2 separate regions of the Rattus norvegicus genome follow, and region 2 is linked to region 1. Evidence: chromatin contacts called from public Hi-C data. All regions are on one chromosome and are shown on one strand. The core of a region is the stretch at or near the end of the contact, and the rest is flanking DNA. Distances in the headings are between cores, read along the strand shown.

Evidence for each region. A called contact is a pair of places that touch in the nucleus more often than the background predicts.
Region 2: a Hi-C map of Schwann cells shows a contact between it and region 1, with 8 times the contacts expected there. The contact joins the promoter of Cbx3 here to the enhancer-like site in region 1. A contact is called at or near these places in 1 of 12 Hi-C or Micro-C datasets (Schwann cells) and 1 of 1 datasets of contacts at active chromatin or transcription factors (oligodendrocytes).

Annotation. Positions count from the first base shown.
Region 1 is chr4:81,604,949-81,608,435 of GRCr8, forward strand. No RefSeq gene overlaps it. Among named protein-coding and RNA genes, the nearest start is that of Mir148a, 58 kb to the right of the region's middle. Within about 2 kb of position 1,748, at least 6 of the 93 cell types and tissues checked have an H3K27ac peak or open chromatin away from gene starts, as enhancers often do.
Region 2 is chr4:81,874,751-81,878,237 of GRCr8, forward strand. Cbx3 (chromobox 3) reads left to right here and starts at 1,929. Exons shown (of 6, transcript NM_001008313.2): 1 at 1,929-1,968; 2 at 3,108-3,160. The coding sequence starts at 3,137. It overlaps Hnrnpa2b1 (heterogeneous nuclear ribonucleoprotein A2/B1), which reads right to left and starts at 1,136. Exons shown (of 12, transcript NM_001104613.2): 1 at 926-1,136. The coding sequence starts at 931.

The DNA of each region.
Region 1 (3,487 bases), core at 498-2,997:
GTGTGTGGTGTATGTGTGGTGTGTGGTTTGTGTGTGGTGTGCGTGTGTGTGGTGTGTGTGTGTGTGTGGTGTTGGGTTTATGGATGGCTGATCACTGGTCTTTTGTTTTCATATTTGTATAAAAGTAAATCTTTTCGTACTGCATGTGAGGAGAGTTTCAGTCTTCATTTTATGAAAACACATGTACATCATAATTACAGCTACCTACAGCTTCTGCTGTGCACAGAAAAGCATTGTGTGGTTTTAATGAGGGAAATGTTACTGGGGGCTTGCTTTTAATTTAAAATAATTTATTCATTTTAATTTTATGTGTATTTTGCCTGCATGTGTCAAGTGCATGCAATGCCCATGGCGGCCAGAAGAGGGCATCAGATCACACAGAGGCCAGAGGAGGGCAAAGGATCCTCTGGAACTGGGATTACAGATAGTGATGAGCTGCCGTGTGTGTGTGTGTGTGTGTGTGTGCTGGGAATCAAACCCACACTCCATGGAAGAGCAACCAGTGCCTTTAACCACTGAGCCACCCTTCCAGCTCTGCTTTTGGTTTGGAGACAGAGCGTTGTGTAACTCAGACTGACCTCAAATTCACCATGTAGCAAGGGCTGGCTTTGAATTTCTGATCCTTCGGCCTCTGGCTCCTGAGTGCTGGGATTCCAGGCATGTGTCACCATGCCCAAATTATCTGCTAGAGATCAAATTCGGGGAATCTGTGCGCTCTAGGCAAGCATTCTACTGAGTCACATCCTTACTTCTGGAAGGTTCTTCTTAAATCTTAAATGCAATAATCAATAATAACTCCCACAGAGAGCAGGGGGAAAGCTCTGTGGAGGGTCTGTCTTGTGACTCACAGAGAAGTCACTGCCCCACTGTTTTCCCCCTGAGCGAACAGACACGGAGTCAGAGAAACGAGTTCCAATCCGGGGCTTTCCAACCTCACAGCCTGTCTTTCAGCCATGTCTTTGCCCATCTACCACTATTCAAATGGGCTTCCCTAAACGGGGATCAGGCTGGACACACGGAGCTATGGGAAAGATTCCTCCGGCTTTTAGCTTCCTTCACTGAACCTAGGTGTGGCAGACACACGCCAGACCGTTCTCTGACCTTCCCTTCACAATGACCATTTCCCTGCACCCACCTGTGAGCCCTGCCTTACAGGACGCTTCCAGCCTAGAAGCCCATGCTGTAGTCACATAAGAACACAGAGCCAAGCAAGGTATTTTTTATAATGAAATCCCTTACAAGGACTCCCCGCTTATGGGAAGTAACTGCCTCAGCTCCTTTGTCATGCACACCCTCCAAGCCTTCCCCAGTCTCATAAAGAAGAGATTGTCGTGTCCGTCTTACAGGAGAAAGGACTGAGGCTCAGAGAAGTCAGAAAGCATGCCTGAGGTTAGCATCGTCCAAACAGAGCTTTGTCTGAGGACAGGACAGTGTCCAACGCTCTGTCCTCTTCCCTGATACACAAGCTCTTTATCTCCCTGTTCCTGGAAAGCCAGGAGAGGGAATTTGAGACTCATCTCACTGATAATCTGGTGTCAGCTCCAGCTGGTACCCGGGGTGGGGGTGGGGGGGACGGGGAGTTGGGGGTGGTGGGAGAGCGGGGTAGGGCATAGGCTGCTGCTCATGCCTCTCTCCCCCCTAACTCCTTGGAACACTCCTGGGCTCTTTGTAGGACCCTCTAGAGGCTTGCCCCTGCTTGCCCACACTCCCGTGCTGTGCCGGCTCTTTGCTCTGTACCACTCTACCGCTATAATGTCCTCCGCCCCCCTTGCCTCCTCTGCCGCCGCAGCCCTCCAAAGTCATGGCTGCTGGGGAAGTCTCCCCTCCTTCCTCGCAGCCTGGGTGCTTCCTCTTATATTACATTTGCTCCGTAGAGTGAGTCCTGCCAATGTGAGTTCGTCAGAGGTCCGGAGCTCCCGAAGGGCATGGATAACGTTCGGCCCTTTAAAAATAAAACCTGTCAATTGCACTAAATTGACTGTCATCATCATAGAAGGGTGTGGAAGGAGGAATTACTTCCCCCCTCTTAAATAATTTTAAGAGCAATTTTAGTGACAGTGTTTAGCAATCAGAGTACTGCCGTTAGGATTATTGTGTATTTATCTGATCTATTTATTCTCACAAAATAGACTGGCTCTGTATATCTTTTATTTAAATGAATGGGTCTCAGCCAAAAAAAAAATAAGAATGGCTTAATTATTACATGTGACAATAAATCTCTAAAATTAAAATTAAAACTGTCTTCTGTTAGACCGATTTATAAAGAATATCTTTATGGACAAAAGAAACTGCTTAATAATCTGCCTTGTAAAAAATAATTTTTTAAAGCCATTAATATTTTTTTGAGGTGAAAAGGCTTCTTTCTAATGTAATACTGCTTTCAGTTTAAATCTTATGCTAGCGTTGATGTACAATTACTTTCACATTGTGGTAGTGTGCCAGTTGAAAAGGGGGAGGGAGGAAGAGAGAGAGGGAGGGAGGAAGGGAGGGAGGTTGATGCAGCAAGTAAGGACTTTCCCCTCTAAATGAACCTAGCTCAGGCTCATAAATAAGTCAAGATTATGCTAATGACTAGGGCGGAACACAATTCACAATTCAGGCCTTAACAATTCCATAAAACAGACACCAGGGGGCACTACAGGACCACGTTTTGCAATTTCAGGCGCCATTTTTTTCCTCCTCAAATTGGACAACCATTTCTTGAAGAAAAACCAACAAATAAAAACGAACCAAGACAAAATAAGAATTGTTAACCTTCTGAGCACCAGACATTATTTTGTTTATTGTTTTCGATATCCCATTATTACAAAGTTTAACCAAGAAGGCTTGCAAGGTTGTTTGAAAAGACAATGTGCTTAGAGACAGTTTGTCTTCCTCTTTATGTTGCTTTGTGTCGAACATGACGTGTGTGTGTGTGTGTGTGTGTGTGTGTGTGTGTGTGTGTGTGTACGTTGTGTGTTGTTTACTAGGGGAGAAACCATTTAGGAAACATCACATTTATTCTGCCGTGCTTCCCCCATATAGCCTCAATGTTTCCAGCATTATCTTAATTGTTATTACCCAGGTAACAGCTTTCATTCATCCATCGCCTAACCCAATCGGTAAATATTTGTGGGAGCCCTTCATGGCAGCCGCTCTGCCAGACTGGATACACCCCATGCCCAGGATCTCAAACAGTCCTAGGAGTCAATTCTCTTTACCCTTTCAGTACCAAAATCTGTAAGTACAAAAAAGATTTTTAAAACAGATTATTTCTGTTTATTGTCTCTAGTAAAAGCCAGTAAAATCACTGCTTTCTATATGTGATACAGATATATGATGATTCGCTGGAGCTAAGTGACTGGATTTCTATTGATCAGAGAAAATGGATGCTGTGGGCTGGGGGATTTTGCTTTTCTTTTCCAAATCCCATGTTCATCAAAGCACATAACTGAAATTTCGCAAGGCACTGAGAAAACTAAAGCCTTTCTTGCTGTCTCGCTGAAGT
Region 2 (3,487 bases), core at 679-3,178, 270 kb after region 1:
CTGCAATAAAATAAAAATCACCCTCCGCTCAAGATAGCGTAAACTCCCTAGGGTCTAAGATGAGCGCTCCGATTTTCCACTTTGATTTTCCTACTACTGTTCAAGCGGCTCACCCCGCCACTCGCAATCTTACACTAACTAGGAAAAAAATAAAACGTTCCTTTGCAGCAAGGCAGCCTTCAACTAACTACCCGCCCAGGGTTTGGTTGTACTACGTTATCTTTGGCCTGTTCCAGCGCCGCCGCCACCCCCACCCCGCTCTTCTATGTGGCTTCAGAACGCAATGGCGCCATTTCATCGAGGGGAAGGCAGCCTTTAGCGATGTGCGCAGGACTCTTTAAGATCCAAGCCCAAAACACTTAAATCCACCTCGAAACGCTATGAAATCATCACAAAACGATGGAAAAATCCCTAGGCATGTCTACGCAGACGAAAAAGAGAAAAGCAAACTAGTAACCCAAAGTGTTGAAAGCAAAATCGCAGCGAGGAAGGAGATGGGAAAATGGCGGACGCCAAATCCGGTTCCCGGGAGGGGGGAGGGGAAGCTTCGCAGAATCACTCCGGGGACCAGGGGGCCCCCGAAACGTTCCGCCACGAACATAACCGGATCCTTAGGCCGCGCACATCGAGAAGAGAAAGCGATGGCCCTCTCCTGCGCTCCTTTAGCGGTCCAGCCGCGTCGCGGCGGCCACGTCCCATCCCCCACCCCAGCAAAGGGAAATGGCGCCCGGCGGCTGAGGGCGGGGAAGGCGCTCGGACAATCGGGCCTCCGACAACGACGCCTCAGAAACTCGCCAAGGCCAACGGCCACTCGAGTGGCCGTATTCCCTCTGCCGGACCACGGAGGCGGGTGTCCGGTTTCCATTGCGGTGCCTCCGGCCTCACCATGCCCTTTCTAATAACTCATTGATTTCAAACCCGTTACCTCCATCGCGGACTCAGTCGCTTCAGCTCGATTTCCCGCAGCCGAGCGAGAAGAGAAAGACCTCCGCGGACGGACACGCACGGGACTCGTCCTGACGCTGTGGTGAGAGCAGCCGATGGCCAAGAAACTGCGCCGCACGGAGCACCTGCACACGGGACCGGCGCCGCTGCTACTGCCGCTGGAGCCGAGACCGCCGCTTTTCTAGAACCTTCCCCCACTAACGCGTCTCCGCTTACGTCAGGCCGTTACGCAAACGTCCTAACCGCCGCCAATGGCGGGAAGGGCCTACACTCTCCTTACGCCAAGTACGTGCTCCTCCCCCTTTAGGTATAGCGGGACTGGTTTACATGACTTGCGCAACTGGCTTCAGTGAATTGCGGAAGGCTCGTGCTCAGCGTGTTACTACGTCCGGAACTAGGTCCGGCCCCCACCTCCGCGTAGGGAGCCGAGAAACGGTCGCGCAGTTTGAAATTAACGCCGTCGGGAGGGGCTTAGGCTGGAGCTCTGGCGTGCGGCCCTCTCCACCAAAGCGCCCCCTCTGCAGCTACGCCTTTGCCAATCCTGTCTCCGGGTTTTCGAGCCACACAAATAGTTCTACCTGTCCCAAGGGGGCTCCTCACTCGGTCCCTCCCAGAAGGACTTGTAGTCCAAGTACAATCCCCAATGCCAAAAGCCTTGGGAGCCCGCGCCCAGTAAGAGGTGGTGCTTAAAGAACCCGGCTGTTGAGCTCCCCGGCCCTCGAGCTCCGGGTGAGGTGGGCGGAGCCCTGCTTTGGCGCGCTTTGAGACTGAGAAGCCTCCGCCGTCCTGCCTGCCTTCCCCCACCCTCGGGAGACCCCCGGGCGCCACGCAGCGAACGGTGAGCGGCGCGCGCGCCGCCCCCCGCAGGACGCGTTCCCGGCGGGCCCCGCGCGGCCAGGGCGTGGGCGGTGCCTCCCCCTCCCCCCCAGCGGAGCTGCCCGCGCCCCCTCCCCTCGGATGTGGCTGAGCTGAAGCGCGCAGGCGGGAGACTCTGCAGGATCCGCGGCCCTGAGCATCTGAGCGGTGAAGTCCGAGGCTTGCTTTCTATCTTGCGCGTGGTGGGGGTTAGGATGCTCTGTGCGCCCGAGCTTGCGGGGAGCCTGCGGGCCCCAAGCTCCGCCGTGGGCCGCGGGCAGGGGGGAGGCTGGCTCGGGCCTTGCTGAGGCGCCGCTCTGGTGAATGGGGAGATGGTACAATCGTGCACGAGGGTGGGAGCCGGATGACAGCTGCCTTGACTCCAGACAAAGCGCGGCCCTCCCCTCCCCCAGCCTCGCCGCGGGCCCACAGGGAGAGCAGTGCAGGCTCTGCAGCTGCGAGGCCTGAGGCCCCGGGCTTCGGCGCGCTCCCGGCTACGTGGCCGCCGCCGCCGGATGGGGGAGGCGCGGGCCCGTGGCGCAGTGCCCTTGAGCCCCCGCCGCCGCCGCCTTTGTTTCTCCCCGCGGAGGCGCTGACCACGAGGCCCGCTCTCTCGAATGGGGGACGGGCTACCCAGCTTGGTCTCTCGACGCGGGAATGGAGCTCGGAAGGGGCCCTCCTCGAAGGAGAACGGGCGTGAAGGAGGTCGATTTCTTCGGTTCTTATCAGAACAGTACTTGAGGCAGGAGGATTGCCAATCTGGACTAGAGATAGTGATTACCGTCGCCGCCCCCCCACACACACACCCGGAGAAAGAAAAAGGCTAGGAAATAGGACTGAGACATCTTAATGTGTTCCTTTTACATCGTGATTGAAGAGGGAGGGCTTCTGAAAAAATAAGGATGGAATTATATGAGCTCCTTGGAGTATTTAGAAATCTAAAGAAAAAAAAGTTGTATGGTTATTAACCGACAAAAGGTAAATAATAATAGTAACTGTTTTGGAAACAGAAGATTGCCTTTCATTCAAAATAAAAATTGAAATTGTAAAAATTCTATTTGAACTGAAAAAGTAATTCTCACCAACTAAAGTCTGAGGTACCAGTGTTCCTAGTAAGATTATTTTTACTAACCTCTAAAGCACTGACATACTGAAGTTATTAGTTACATACTGATAACACAGGAACTCAGAACTGTTTCCTTGCATTTTTACCCGAGATTCACAAGTTGAAAGCCACACAAAACTTGTAGTTGCCTTTTGTGTGTCATGAAAATTTAACCGTCCTACATTTTTTTTTCTTGCAATAGCTCTTCAAGTCTCCGATTAAATTTTAAAAATGGCCTCCAATAAAACTACATTGGTAAGTTTGTGAAAACCTAAAACATAATACTCTTAACTGAAGGGGGTTTTTTTTGTATAAAAATTAAAAGCTAAGAAAACATGTGGTGGTGGATCTCTTTGAATTTGAGGCCAGCCTGGTCTGCTGGTCTGCAGTGTGAGTTCCAGAACAGTCAGAGCTACACAGAAAAACCCTGTCTGGGGGTGTGGTTGGGGGAATTATAACCCGTGCAGGACTTGGTTGTGCATTCCTTAATCCCGTCATAACTGGGTGAATTGCTGTGATTTAAAAGGCAGCCTATTGAGTCCAGGTACTTATCAGCACTCAAAACTGAGTTTGTTAGGATAA